2 separate regions of the Mus musculus genome follow, and region 2 is linked to region 1. The links are chromatin contacts, called in public promoter capture Hi-C maps. All regions are on one chromosome and are shown on one strand. Each heading gives the region's core, a stretch centred on a gene start, on an enhancer-like site or on the middle of the called end of the contact. The rest is flanking DNA. Distances are from core to core; before and after follow the strand shown. Region 1 holds the start of Trim12a (tripartite motif-containing 12A). Region 2 holds the start of Trim30a (tripartite motif-containing 30A).

The links. Promoter capture Hi-C pulls out the DNA fragments that hold promoters and counts their contacts.
Region 2: a promoter capture Hi-C map of macrophages shows a contact between it and region 1, with 7 read pairs. The contact joins the promoter of Trim30a here to the promoter of Trim12a in region 1. A contact is called at or near these places in 1 of 39 promoter capture datasets (macrophages), 1 of 15 datasets of contacts at CTCF or cohesin (CD8 T cells), 6 of 484 Hi-C or Micro-C datasets (B cells, CD4 T cells, double positive thymocytes and 2 more), 4 of 115 datasets of contacts at active chromatin or transcription factors (CD8 T cells, bone marrow-derived macrophages, effector CD8 T cells and 1 more) and 2 of 9 other capture datasets (liver and macrophages).

The regions. Positions count from the first base shown.
Region 1 is chr7:104,311,459-104,318,969 of GRCm38.p6, reverse strand. It overlaps Trim12a (tripartite motif-containing 12A), which reads left to right and starts at 3,475. Exons shown (of 8, transcript NM_023835.2): 1 at 3,475-3,559. Gm15133 (predicted gene 15133) reads right to left here and starts at 3,939. Exons shown (of 7, transcript NR_040749.1): 1 at 3,862-3,939; 2 at 1,587-1,674; 3 at 1,243-1,342; 4 at 1,083-1,137; 5 at 84-131.
Region 2 is chr7:104,441,267-104,448,777 of GRCm38.p6, reverse strand. Trim30a (tripartite motif-containing 30A) reads left to right here and starts at 2,653. Exons shown (of 8, transcript NM_001357467.1): 1 at 2,653-2,874.

The DNA of each region.
Region 1 (7,511 bases), core at 2,226-4,725:
AGAATGCCACAGGATGGTGAACAATGCCTTGGAGACCTGTGACAGAGGCCCCAGAAGGGGAATAAAGGCAGAGGGACTGTTACCTCAAATGGATTCTGTTCCCTGGATTGTTCTTGGATGTGATTTCATGCCTGTTGGGAGAAAAATTCTCATTCAATTTATAAGAGTTGCTTATTCTTGTTGGATGTCGGAATATAGCTACAGATCCATTCTGGTGAAATCATATGCTGACTATTGCCCACAATGTATCCTGAATCTGAATATGGCCTTGTCCCTTGCTTTCATGATTTACCAGATATAACCTATAGTAAACTTCAGCCAATTGTGTCTAAATGTTTCTGCCTTGAGAAAGTTCCAGGTGGGGCTCTCTGTTAATATTTAGTATATACTTACTAGCACATATTTACTTATATTTCTAAACTCAAATAACCTTTCCTGAATTGTAGTTTTCTTTGTATACTCTTATATAAAAGTACTGAAGTACAGTCTGCAGCATTATATTATATTATGCCCCATTCTTTCAAGTCTTCAAACCCCATTTCTTTCTGACAGATTGACCTGGTTTGTGGTGCCAGAGACAGAATTCAGGTTTTCACGTATGCTGAGAAGGTACCCCATTATGGAGCTTCCTGCCCCAACTCTGTCTGGTCTCCAAAGCCACATTCTTTCTGTCACTCATAAAAGATAAACGAAAGTTCTTCTGCAGCTGGCCTAGTAGTTTTGAAAATTATGTGTAGGAGTATGTCGCTAAGGAATGGGCCTTAGCAGAAGGTTAGTTTAGCTGCAATGCTTGCGCCTCATCAAATAGTTAAGAAGGAAATATTTCAAATGGTATCAAATAAGACTCCTTTGTAAGCTTAGATTTTTCAAACCTACTTTAATAAGGGTTCTTTGGTGCTTTAACCTCCCCTCTAGTCCATCATCCACCAGACTGTGAAAAGAAAAGGTTAATATGGCACAGGAGGATGTGGACCTCTTTAGAAATACTTCTTTGAGGTGAATCTATCTGCACTGTCAGGATATCAGCTGTTAAGATCACAGAAATCAACAGTTCTAGCTCAATCTGCTTGCAAACACCATACCGAATCAGCAATGGCAATTTCTTCCGGAAGAAACGGCGAGGTTCTGCCAATCACCCTAAGACCAACAAAGACCAGTAAAGACCAGTAAAGACCAGCAAAGAACAGCAAAGAACAGCAATGAACAGCTGTGTCTGTGAAAAATGCAAGAGAGAGTACTTACACGGAAGCAAGTAGAATCCAGATGCTGCATCACACCCTGGCAGAGGATGCAGCAGCCCATTCAAAACCGTGGCCATGCTTTGGTTGAAGAATGAGAATACCTGGAGTATAAACTCACAAGTGTTTTTACTTTTATCAAATTATAAATCTACATTTATACTTAAGATAAAAATGTTCAAATTAATGGATCTTCAAAATTCTTTTTGTTTAATATTTCCTCTCAAATCGTGTTCCATGGGAATCCCTTTCCTCTGTTAGAAATAAATGTCAATGTGTATTGCACACAGTTAGAATCACACACATGGTAGCACTGCTCACTGAAAGTGTGGCCAGTGCTTTGCTCACCTGGTCACCTTCATCCTTTTCACTGAGGTCAGAGGGTAATGGCAGACTAAATGTAAAGTCTAATCTTTGCAGAGTTGAGAGTGGAATTCTGCCTAGAGAGAACATTCATGCAGAGTTAGATCATAGTCTGGGTATTTAATAGTTTTAATTCCCAGACAGACTTTAGGAAGAAACAGAGAAAGCCTTAAGTAAAATGTAGAAAAGACAGAGACATGGTAGCTCCTGCCTCTCGTCCCTGAACTCAAGAGTTTGACAAATTAGTATTCCAAGGAATTAGAAACTATCCTAAACACTCTAAACACTTAGTGATTTCTAGCCCAGGCTTGAATATAGAGTAAATATCTGCCTCCAAAAAAAAAAAAAAAAAAAGGTAAAGGGTTTTTCATAACTATTAACATTTCAGAGGAATGGGAACATCAAAGCATTATTTGTAAGCAATTGTGTCCACAGCAAGAACAACAGTGAGACTTATGACCTCATCAAGATATGAAATTTAGGTAAGTGTATAGCTATGGATAGAGCACTAGCCCAGCATCCACAAGGACCGTGGTTCAATCACTGAAGTCAAAAGCAAAACTGAACAACAACAGCAAAAGTTCATGATCCCAGCACCGGGGAGGCTAAGGGAGCTAGAGCTCATTTAGGGTCAGGCTATCAGAAAGGAAGAAGAGTATAAGACAGTTGTAAGTATGTGAAATAAATTCAAACTACAGAGTTATGTCTGCTGTCACTCATCATTCCATATTTCAGAAGACAGAGACTGTAGGGAAATAATTAGAGAGGCAAACAGGAAAGGGGATGAGACAGGTGATGGTGGCTTCTCCAACATTCACTCACACAACTGACTTTCTTTAATTAATTTGTGATTTATTTATTTATTCTTCTCTTTCTTTCTCCCTTCCTTTTCTCTTTGGAAAGCTTCAGGTGTTTCCCATGCCATGCTGATGTCAGTCACCATGGCTGAGGATGGCTTTGACCTCCTGATCCTCATGCAGCCAGCTGCAAGGCAGTGGCATCCTGTGCCGGTTTGAATAACAATGGCCCCAAAGCCTAAGATCTTTTGAATACTTGGTTCTCAGCTATCAGGACACTGTTCAGGAAAGATTAGGAGTGTGGCATTCTTGAAGAAGGTATGGCATGGGTGTAAGCTTTCAAGATTCAATAGATTCTGACCACCAACACCATTCTCTCTCTGCCTCAGGTTTCTGTCAAGATTGTGTCTCCAGTTGTGACTTCTCACTTTCTGCTCCAGCACCATGTCTCCCTGCCTGTTATCAGGCTCTCCACTGTGGTGGTCATGAACTCTAACCCATAGGAACTGTGAGTGCCAAATTAAACACTCTACTTGTAACTTGTCCTAGTCATGGTATTTATCAGAGCAGTAGAAGAGTAAAGAAGATAGACCACAGGGGCCACCACAGCTGGTTTTGTACACTTCTGAGGACCATCCCAGTGCTTCATGCTTGATAGGCAAGCACTATGTCAACAGAACCTCATTCCCAGCTCTACAGATTTCCCCCTTCTAATCCGTTAGTGCTGAGTCACTATATAGGTGTTCAATACACCTCTAAGCCAAATAGGAACCTCCAAGACATTCTGGTGAGGGACTCCTAAAAGGGAGGAAATGAATGGGTGGATCATATCAGCACTGGAAAAGGACTAAGTCTGTTCGTTCAGCCACATAATACATAATCTGGAGGAGACCATGGGGCAGCTGGTGAGCCCTCTACAGCTCATTACTCTCTGCTGTGAGGGTGGTGAGGTGTTTCTGCCTGGCTCTGCACATAACTCCTCCCCAGTTTCCAGAGCCAGCCAATGCTGATATGAGGGTAACTTCCTCAGTCAGTGGGGTTCTGCAGGCTTATGCAAAGGCATCTCATTGGTCTGTAGAGTTGTGGTTTCTGTTTCATTTCCAGAGCTCAAACTTTCCTTTCTCTAGATTTTAGCCGGAAATACCTTGAAGTTCTGGATTGGTGAGTTAATTCTCCCTGGTTTACAACTTTCTGGCGTCTGATAAAGGGCTGAGCAATTTTAGGGGGCAGATTTTTGAAGACTTTGAAAGGAGAACATTGCTTTTGTTTGGGTGAGTTTATCCTGTAAAAGCGGGGGAGGGAAAGGGGGACGGGCTGCCGGCCTCTGGCTGAAAATGCAAATGGGGGAGCTTGAGGGAGGTGCCTCCTCAACAACAACAACAACAAAAAACTACTTTAAAGATGCCTGTTGTCCAGATTTAGTCTCCCCCTTCCGATTCACAATCTGTAATTTTGAATCGTACCTTGTCGACGAGATCCAGAACTTTGTTGTCTATGACAGTCATTCTTTTTCCAGGCAGCAAAGCTGGATCAGAGCCTCTGCTTTTTACTGCGTTTTTGTGTGATAAAGTGGTACTTCCGCATACTCTAGGGCTGTGGTTCTTTACCGGATCAGACCCGTTTGAATGACCTTTTCACGGGAGTTTCACTTTAGATATCTCGCATGTCATACATTCATATTATGATTCAAAACTGTAGAAAAATATAGTTAAGAGGAAGCAAAGACCACAGTTTTATGGTTGCGGTCAATACAACACGAGAAAGTTTTCTAAAGAGTTGCAGCATTAGGAAAGTTGCAAAATACTCCTCTAAGAGAACCAGAGTTTCTCTCAGTTTAGTAACAAAGACTGAGAGCCTGTTATTTAGTCATCGACCCTGTTTGACAGTCCCAAGCCCGGGAATAACTTCAGCTATTTCCTTCTCCTTCAGATATTTTCTCCATACCAATATAAACTTCAGCCCAGCTTGAGATTCCAGATACACAGGAGCAGAAGGATTATAAATTGATGGCCATCATCAGCAACTCAATAAGACTCATTCATAGAATATTTTTTTAAAAGACATCTGTGACTTAGTTCAGTGATAGGGTACTTTTCAATCTTTGGGTTCAGTTCCCACGCAGAGGGGAAGGGGTGTTTGAAGATGGGAAAACTACTATGAGCATGCTCCAGTGACACATCTGAAGATTTCCCCCAAAGTGCCAACTTTTGTAAGGTTTCTTGGAGAGAGGATATGTTTTATGTTGCCCAGACTGGTCTTCAGCTCTTCCGACAGCCCCACTTCCAAGTCTCTGTAGTGTCAGGAGCACATGACTGCAACAGCCTCTTTCTACCTTTAAAGAATGAAAATTAAATTTTTGTTTGATGTTTAAAATGTCAAATTAAAAAAAAAAAGTTTGAGAGAGAGATGTGTGATTAGGGATATCATGGCTTTGCTCAAGCTGATCTAGGTGCCCAGAAGACATCCTGTCAAGGTTGATTTTGTGGGTTTTGCTTTCTCAACAATTGGTTCTTGTCCCTGTTCATAAGCCAGTGCTTTCATTCTTGAATTTGCTTGAGTTATCCTCCCCTCCAGAGACAGAGACAAAGAACAACAGCTCTGATTGTTCATTACATTTTACTTGGGTCTTTCTCATCAGCTTTCTCTTCCCTTCTGATAACTTTTGGTTTAGTTATTTTTTGTCTACTTGCCTGAGGCCAAGTATTAAGTTATTTACTTGAGATAATGTTTCTTTGTGTAATGTAGTCCTGGCAGGCTTCCCTCTTAGACTATCTAGACTGCTGAATTTGCTGAGACGTGTGCTCCCCTCTTAGACTGTCTGGAGCATAGAGTGGAATGCTGAGGTGTGTCCATCCATTATCATTTCATTTTTCAAAAACCTCCCTTTGATTTCTTCTTTGCTCATTGGTTTAGAGAATGGTGTATAATTTCCATATTTGTGAAATTTTTTCCAAATCTCTCTTTTGGTGATTTCTAATTTCATACCATTGTGGTTACAAAAGATGTTTCATATCATTTCATTCTTGATACATTATTAAAACCTCTTTTGTGGCCCTTCAGATGATCCTTCCAGAACAATGCTCTCCATGCGTATGCCGCTGTCTTTGGGAGTGTCCTGTGGCAGTTCAAGATCAGTTCCTTAATGACATCCTCTCTGCTTTCTTTTCTGCTTCATCTTCTTTTTTTTTTTTTTAAGATTTATTTATTTATTATATTTACATATACTGTAGCTATCTTCAGACACTCCAGAAGAGGGCATCAGATCTTGTTACAGATGGTTGTGAGCCACCATGTGGTTGCTGGGATTTGAACTCCGGACCTTCGGAAGAGCAGTCGGGTGCTCTTACCCACTGAGCCATCTCACCAGCCCCTGCTTCATCTTCTTGTGGAACACTCATAAGAAGTATACTGATTTTCTAAATAATGCCCCATAAATCATCATCTTTGTTCTTGTCATGACCTCTGTCTTTGACATGACACTGTAAGAGTGATGGTATTCATTTATTTATCTTTTTATTTTTAAAAACGTTTTAAATTCTTTTATTATATTTTTCCCCTTCCCCAACTACTTATTACTCACCCAATTTCATGCCTACTCTCTTAAAATTTAAAAATCAGGTTTCTCCAATGATGTGTTGCTGGGTATATCAATGACCCTCCAAGACAAGCCCCATGCCCAGGAGTAGTTGGTCAACACAAATGGATTCCATGTTTGATTGTTTCTTTGTAGCGTATATTAGGGTATTTGTTTTTGTCTTACTGTTTGTTTTTGTTGTTGTTGGTTAGTTGATTGGGTTTGTATGATTCTTTTTTGTTTGTTTGTTTGGTTGGTTGGTTGGTTTTTCTGGTTTTTGAAGACAGGGTTTCTGCGTGTAGCCCTGGTGTCCTGGAACTCACTTTGTAGACCAGGCTGGCCTGGAACTCAGAAATCCACCTGCCTCTGCCTCCCAAGTGCTGGGATGAAAGGTGTGCACCACCACCGGCCAGCTTGTATGATTCTTTTAAGTGGGCTGATTTCAAGTTGATAGACTTTTTGCTTGATCATGTCTCCTAATTGATTGAATCTCTGTATTGCAGGATCAGTTTCACTCATTTGAGCTATTAAGCTCCAGAATGTCAGTGTTCTTTCCTATTGCATTATTGATTTTTGTGATTTTTTTCTCATTAATTCTTATTTTGGAATACAATCAATGATTTCTATTCTTTGGAGTCAGTTACTAGAGTATGATAATAATCTATTGATAAAATGATGTTTCTCGCTTGTGTGTGTGTATGTGTGTGTGTGTGTGTGTGTGTGTGTGTGTGTGTGTGTGTGTGTGTTTGTCCCTGTGTTAATGCTTGCATCATTATGGAACAACTATCTCCTTTAAACTTTTCAAGGTAGATTCTATATGCAAGGACTTATATATTCCATATAAGGGTGGCACTTAATTAGGTACGATGGCTCTGATTCTAGCTAGGTACAGCAGTAGAGTCTTCATACAGTTAAGTAAGCAGGACTGAGTACTTACAAAGTCTGATTGTGTCTGTGGCCTGATGTGAAGTCATTTATGGCAATGTCAGTAGCCATGCAGGTCATTAGCATCATCAGTAGTAAGGATTTTGAGGGGCTTGATAATTTATCTTTCCCCAAAGTATGAGGCCAGTGGTATGTTCTCAGAGGATCTGTGGTGTCAGGAGCATGTGAAATGAACCACTGTGGCATTTGTAAACTGCTCAGTGAGTTCCTCACCACCAAGCTTCTGATAGATGGAGATTACCACAAAACATGACCTGAGACCCTCACACACACCATAGCAACTCAGGTCCAAGGAGAAGGAATGTAGTAGCTACGTATGGCCCTGACTCTGTAGCAGGGCAGGGCAGAGCACCATCATATGTTCAGGAATGAAAAAGAGCTCTATATAAATGACAAGTGAACTGAAAAGGAAGTCAGGGAAACAAAACCCTTCATAATAGCCTCAAATAATATAAAATAACTTGGGATAATTCTAACCAAGTAAGTGAAAGACTTGTATGATAAAAACTTCAAGTCTTTGAAGAATCTGAAAAGGGTATCACAAGATGGAAAGATCTTCCATCCTTAGGGATTTGTAGGATGAACTAGTAAACA
Region 2 (7,511 bases), core at 1,404-3,903, 130 kb before region 1:
AGGTGGAAATCACCACCCATCCAGTCCCTGGGGTTCCAGACCTTTGTTCTACTAAGACCAGTCTGACTGTGAGCAGCTCACTGCCCCCACACAGGTTCATATGAAAGAAGACTCCATGGGATGATTTTCATACCTTTTCAGTGTATTGAAGACAAATGACCCTCTTAAGTGACCATCTTTATACATCTAGCACAGGGATTAATGGAACCATGTGAACAAATATATGCATAGTCTTTTATTAGATAATAATCAGAGAAATCAATACATATGTGCATCAGGACGTGGGAGTGTTTACACTCCGTGTCAGCATCAGCTCTTTCTGGTAAGAAACTGGCAATAAGAGCACCAGAGTGAGTCTCACTGACTAGTCCTGATAGAAGAGGAGTGGCCAGAGGTATGAGAGGTTTGGTGCTTAGGACACTGAAGATGGTGCCTGGGAAAGACAGGGAAGGATAAAAGGGAGGCTACACAAGGATGTTGACAGTAAATTCTTTCTACTATTCAGTAAAAGGGGGATAGCATCCCCATACATGAAATCTGTCATTTGGGGTGACCTAAAAGTACAGCACCTGAAGTATGACAAAGTACTATTTGCTATGTCACCAAACCTCCTTCCACATATCTTTCTTTGTTCTTTTAACTTGTCATTGTGGTCCTTCCTTGACATCTGAACAGGGTTCATTCTGATCCTTCATTTCTTACTTGACCCTTTTCCCCATCCCTGTCACACAGCCATCCGTGCAGAAGTGTGAGAAGTCAGGACAGGCAGACACAGGATCATAGCAACTATGGCCTCATCAGTCCTGGAGATGATAAAGGGGGAAGTGACCTGCCCATAAGAAGCCTAAGAAGAAGGACCAAAGTGTGGATGCTTCAGAGCTTCTTAGAAAGGGGAACAAAATACTCACAGGAGGACATATGGAGACAAAGTGTGGAACAGAAACTGAGATAAAGGCCATTCAGAAACTGCCCCACCTGGGGACCTATCCCATATACAGTCCCCAAAATCAGACTCTATTGAGTGTGCAGGAAGTGCTTTCTGATGGGAGACTGATAAGGCTGTCTCCTGAGAGACTCTGCCAGAGACTGACAAATACAGAGGCAGATGCTCAATGACAACCATTGGACAGAGAGCAGGGTCCTCAGTGTAGGAGTTGGAGAAGGGACTGAAAGAGCTGACAGGGTTTGCATCCTCATGGAGGGAACAAGAGTGTCAACGGGCCAGAACCACCAGAGCTCCTGGGAACTGGACCATCTACCAAAGAGTACACATGGAAGGAGCCATGGCTATGTCCACATATGTGGCAGATGATGGATGGCCTTGTTGGACATCAGTGGGAGGAGTAACCCTTGGGCCTGAGGATATTAGATGCATCAGTATGTGACAATGCTAGGGCAGGAAGATAGGAGTGGGGGAGGGGGAACACCTTCATAGAGGTAGGAGTAGGGGGTTTCCGAAGGGAAGACCTGGAAAGGGAAAAACATTTGAAATGTAAGTAAAGAAACTATCCAATAAAAAAAAAATCCTTAAAAAAAAAAAAGAAAAGAAAAGAAGATTGGTAGTGTGGCATTATTAGAGAAGGTATGGCATGGATGCAAGCTTTCAGGATTCAGTAGATTCTGACCACCAACAACAACATTTTCTCTCTGCCTCTGCCTCTTGTCTAGTTTGTGTCTCAAGGTGTGACTTCTCATTTCCTGCTCCAGCACCTTGTCTCCCTGCCTGGTGCCATGTGTCCTACTGTGGTGGTCATGAACTCTACTGTGAGCCCCAAATGAAACACTTTCCTTACAACTTGTCCCAGTCATGGTGTTTATCCCAGCAGTTCGGAGTAACTAAGACAGATCACATGCAGGAGCCACCACACCTGATTTTGTACAGTGCTGAGGGTCCACCATCAGACTCTATAATGATAGGCAAACACTACTCTCAGAGAAGCTCTACAGATTTCCACCTTTTATTCAGGGAATGGTGTAGCAGTAGTACTGGTCTTTAAACAAATCCTAAATCAAATGGGACCTTGTGAAACATCCTGTAGAGGGACTCCTGGAAAGGGGAAAATGAATGAATGGATCAGCTCGGCACTGTGAAGGGACAAAGTCTATTCAGTTACAGAATACATAATCTGAGGGACATCATGGAACAACTGGAGAGCCCTCTGCAGCTCACTGCTCTCTCTGCTGTGAGGGTGGTGAGGTGTTTCTGCCTGGCTCTGCACATGACTCCTCCCCATTCTGTCCCTGATGGGTGGGAAATCTTGCTTGTGTGGCAGCTCCCTGAACTGCAACTTCCTTCCTGTTCTCTTCCGGTAAGAGTCCAGCTCCAACCTCAGAGGAACACGGCAGCTTTCTGTCCCTAGCCTTGTTTTTCCTTCCCTTTAGGCCACACCTGCCACCAAGGCAAAGCCAAAACAGGAGCTCAAGTGCAGGAGAAGCCCATGGGGAAGGCTTTCTTTCCACATTCCCAGAGGGTCAGGAACTTTTTGGTTGATTGTATCATGAGTCTGAACAAGTGACATAACAAGTTTCTGTAGTTCTGAAAAAAAATGTCCCAAGTTACTGGAAGGCAAAGCTGACCTAAGGCAACTGACTCCCTCTGGTGGTAAAACCTCAGATATTGATGGGGTACCACCCCACTGGTTGGTTGTTTTTAGTTTCTTTTTCTCAGTTCCTGCCCTCACAGTCTTAACTTTCATTTCTCTACTGGCTCCCAAGAGGACCAGCACAGTTGGCTGAATCCTCAGGACTTAGACTCTTGCCTGTGTTTGCTCCTCTCCACAAATCCTGGGTCTCTTGGTTGGTATCTGAAGGTGTGAGCCAATTTTCAACTGCAGAGTTTGGAGGAATTTAGAAGAAGACACAGTCTTTGCTCTGGTGAGTTTAAGTTGAAGTTAAAAAGCAGGAAGAGGTTGGGGGGGAACTGCTGGCTTCCTGCTGAATATTATGGGGATGAGAGCCAGAGACAGGGTGGCCTTGAGGAAGACAGCTCTTATGACCTGTCTGGAAAGGTCCGTTATTTTTCCAAACAGACTCCAGTCTTTTTTCTAATCTTTAATTATGAGTTGCAGCATGAATCTTCTGCTCCAACACAGACACTGATTTCCCTCCAAAGAAGTAGTATAGCCAGAGGGGTGTTTGAAAAAAAAGGTTAAGATTTCTCTGAGTAATAGTAGATTTACCCATGATTCTAAGGGCTTATTTCCTTTGATCTTTGTCTGTGATTGGAAGTCTTGATCTCTTTGCAGCCTCCTATTAATGTACTTGTACTATAAAATAGCCTGAAGTCTGTAGGGAATTCCTAATGTCACTTTAAAATCATTACCATTGCCTACCCTTCCCCATATGCCATATGTCCTGTATCTGAATCTAGATCACCCCAGACTAGTAATTCTGGATACAACGAAAGACGACACAGTAAGATCCAGAGTCCAAGGACCTAATAAGACCAAATCTATTTAGCTAATTTGGGTGCAATTAGTGGGCTGGAGGAGCACTTGCAAGTTTCTACCAGCTCCTAATTTAATCCCAAGGAAAGAGACAGAGGATAGGGTGAAAGGAAGATTGGATGAGATAGAGAGAAACAGAAAGAAACAGAGAGACAGAGAGAGAACAGCAAAGGAGCACTCTCAAGAAGTGACAGCTTTTTAATTCCTGTATATCCCAGGCTGACCTCATGGAATTGTTCTGTGTCAGCCTCCCCAGCTCCTGGGATTACACATGAACATTAGTGCCCTAGGAGGCACAGCAAGAGCTCCTAATTGAATTTGATGACATAAAAGAATGAAAAATGTCTGCTGATAGAAAGATCTAGAGATCTTGAGAACCATGAAAGAAAAGAAAGGACTTGGAGCAGGGAATCCAGGCTTCACCCAAACTAATGTAGACTCCAGAAGACACAGGTCAGGACTTCCTGTGTCCAGGTTGGCTTGAGGGTTCTCAAGAGCCCATTCATCCCCTTTCCCTTTGCTCTGTCTTGCTTTCAATCAGTTGTGTACACCTGTTTTCTGAACATAGCAATTAACTCTCTTAACCACCATATGTTATGAGATATTAAAATGCATGTTTTAGGGTTGTCCAGTTTTTAAATGTGGAAACGTCTAGGGGATACGTGTCAAATTGCTTCAAAAAATGATACTTTGTAAATGAGAGAATTTATTTGCCAGGCCTATTTGGAAAAGGACCATTTCTTCTATGGCATCAGTTCTTTGAACTCTCTTCATTCTTTTTATACCCTTTTTTTTATTACATATTTTCCTCAATTACATTTCCAATGCTATCCCAAAAGCCCCCCATACCCTCCCCCACACTCCCCTACCCACCCATTACCATTTTTTTTTTTGGCCCTGGCGTTCCCCTGTACTGGGGAATATAAAGTTTGTGTGTCCAATGGGCCTCTTTCCAGTGATGGCCGACTAGGCCATCTTTTGATACATATGCAGCTAGAGTCAAGAGCTCCGGGGTACTGGTTAGTTCATATTGTTGTTCGACCTATAGGGTTGCAGATCCCTTTAGCTCCTTGGGTACTTTCTCTAGCTCCTCCATTGGGAGCCCTGTGATCCATCCAATAGCTGACTGTGAGCATCCACTTCTGTGTTTGCTAGGCCCCGGCATAGTCTCACAAGAGACAGCTATATCTGGGTCCTTTCAGCAAAATTTTGCTAGTGTATGCAATGGTGTCAGCGTTTGGAAGCTGATTGTGGAGTGGTTCCCTGGATATGGCAGTCTCTAGATGGTCCATCCTTTCGTCACAGCTCCAAACTTTGTTTCTGTAACTCCTTCCATGGGTGTTTTGTTCCCAATTCTAAGAAGGGGCACAGTGTCCACACTTTGGTCTTCATTCTTCTTGAGTTTCAGGCGTTTAGCAAATTGTATCTTATATCTTGTATACCCTTTTTTTATTAGATATTTTGTACATTTCAACTATTAGCCTTTTCCTCACTTCCCCTCCAAAAACCCCCATCCCATCCCCCTTTCCCTTGCTCACCAACCCACCCACTCCTACTTCCCTCTCCTGGCATTCCCATACATTGGAGCATTGACTCTTCATAGGACCAACGGCCTCTCCTCCCATTAATGCTACATATGCTGCTGGAGCCATGGGACACTCCATGTGAACTCTTTGGTTAGTGGTTTAGTCCCGGGAGCTACTGGTTGGTTCATATTTTTGTTCCTTCTATGGAGCCTCAAACCCCTTCAGATCCTTGCTTCCTTTCTCTAACTCCTCCATTAGCGACTCTGTGCTCAGTCCAATTGTTGGCTGTGAGCATCCACCTCTGTATTTTTCAGGCACTGACAGAAAGACAGCTATATCAGGCTCCTCTCAGCAAGTACTTGTTGGCATCCACAATAGTGTCTGGGTTTGGTAACTGTATATAGGCTGAATCCCCAGGTGGAACAGCAACTGGATGGACTTTCCTTAAGTCTCTGCTCCACACATTGTCTCTGTATCTCTTCCCATGGGTATTTTGTTCCCCCTTCTAAGAAGGACCAGAGTATCCACATTTTGTTCTTCCTTCTTCTTGAGTTTCATGTGGTCTGTATTTTGGGTATTCGGAGCTTCCGGGCTAATATCCACTTATCAGTGAGTGCATACCATGTGCATTCTTTTGTGATTTGGTTACCTCACTCAAGATGATATTTTCTAGTTCCATTCATTTGCCTAAGAATTTCATAAATTCATTGTTTTTAGTAGCTGAGTAGTATTCCATTGTGTAAATGTACCACATTTTCTGTATCCATTCCTCTGTTGAAGGACATCTGGGTTCTTTCCAGCTTCTGGCTATGAACATAGTGCTATGAACATAGTGGAACATGTGTTCTTATTACATGTTAGAGCATCTTCTGGGTATATGCCCAGAAGAGGTATAGCTGGGTCCTCGGGTAGTACCATGTCTAATTTTCTGAGGAACCACCAAACTGATTTCCAGAGTGGGTATACCAGTTTACAATCCCACCAGCAATGGAGGAGTGTTCCTCTTTCTCCACATCCTCACCAGCATCTGCTGTCACCTGAGGTTTTTGTTTGTTTGCTTGTTTGGGTTTTTTTTTTTTCTGGTTTTGTTTTTTTGGTTTTTTTGGTTTGTTCTTTTTTTTGTTGTTTTGTTTTGTTTTGTTTTGTTTTGTTTTGTTTTGTTTTGTTTTTCCAGACAGGGTTTCTCTCTGTAGAGCTCTGGCTGTCCTGGAACGCACTCTGTAGACCAGGCTGGCCTCGAACTCAGAAATCCTCCTGTCTCTACCTCCCAAGTGCTGGGTTTAAAGGTGTGTGCCACCACCGCCCAGCTCACCTGAATTTTTGATCTTGGCTATTTTTGATAGATGTGAGGTGGAATCTCAGAGTTGTTTTGATTTGCATTTCCTTGATGACTAAGGATACTGAACATTTATTTAGGTGCTTCTCTGTCATACAAGTTTTCTCAGTTGAGAATTCTTTGTTTATCTCTGTACCCCATTTTTAATATGGTTATTTGTTTCTCTGGAGTCTAACTTCTTGAGTACTTTGTATATATTGGATATTAGCCCTCTATGGAATGTAGAGTTGGTAAAGATCTTTTACCAATCTGTAGGTTGCCATATTGTCCTATTCAGAGTGTCCTTTGCCTTACATTTGTCCATTCTTCATCTACTGTTCAGGAAAGTTTCCCCTGTGTCCATGAGCTTGAGGCTCTTCCCCCTTTTTTTCTATTACTTTCAGTGAAACTATCATCATTCTTAAAGTAACAGTTTTAGGTGTTACAGAGTTCAACTACACAGGGAGAAGACCACAGATTAAGTTATAATGAAGTGAATTCATAAAATATTGCTAATAGCTCAGTGGCCTTAAAGGCAAATCAAAGAATTGTGACACAGGAAGAGGCTAGAGGGAGTGTATTTAAAGGTGGACACCACAATCAACTTATTTGTCTGGGATGTGTAGCTGAGAATAAATAACTCAGCAATAAAGTTCACAAAACCAGCATGAGTTTTACATTTGGGGAGGACAGCAAGGAGTGAGAGTTTTGAGGAACTTATTTTTCAGGAATTTCAAATGAGTGCCTAGCACAAAATGGAGCTTCCTTGGCCATTACATACTCCAATAACAACAGAAACAAGTGCTGTCTGAAGTCTTTTTTGATTTGAACAAACCTAGTTATTGTTTCTTAGTGTCTCTATTTTGAAAGATTAATATTGCTGGAATTAAGGGGCATTTGAGGGGTTATATGGAAACCTAGTGCAATGGAAACTTCCTAAAGTGTATGGAGGTTATGTTAATGAGGTCTATTAATAATGGGAGAAACTCAACTGGCAACCTCTTGTCACCAAATAAACTTCCAATTGTAGGACTGGATTACATTCAATTGAGTTATTGACCAACAGGATTTCATGGAGATCCTTAAACAATCAAGGCTGTTGCTAACACAACATGTTGCTCTATTCAAAATGATAGTGGTGCCCAACTGCAGAAAAAGAATCCACATAATTCATTGAACATGGAGATTTGAGCTTGTGACTAAGCATAGCCTTCATCCCTAACT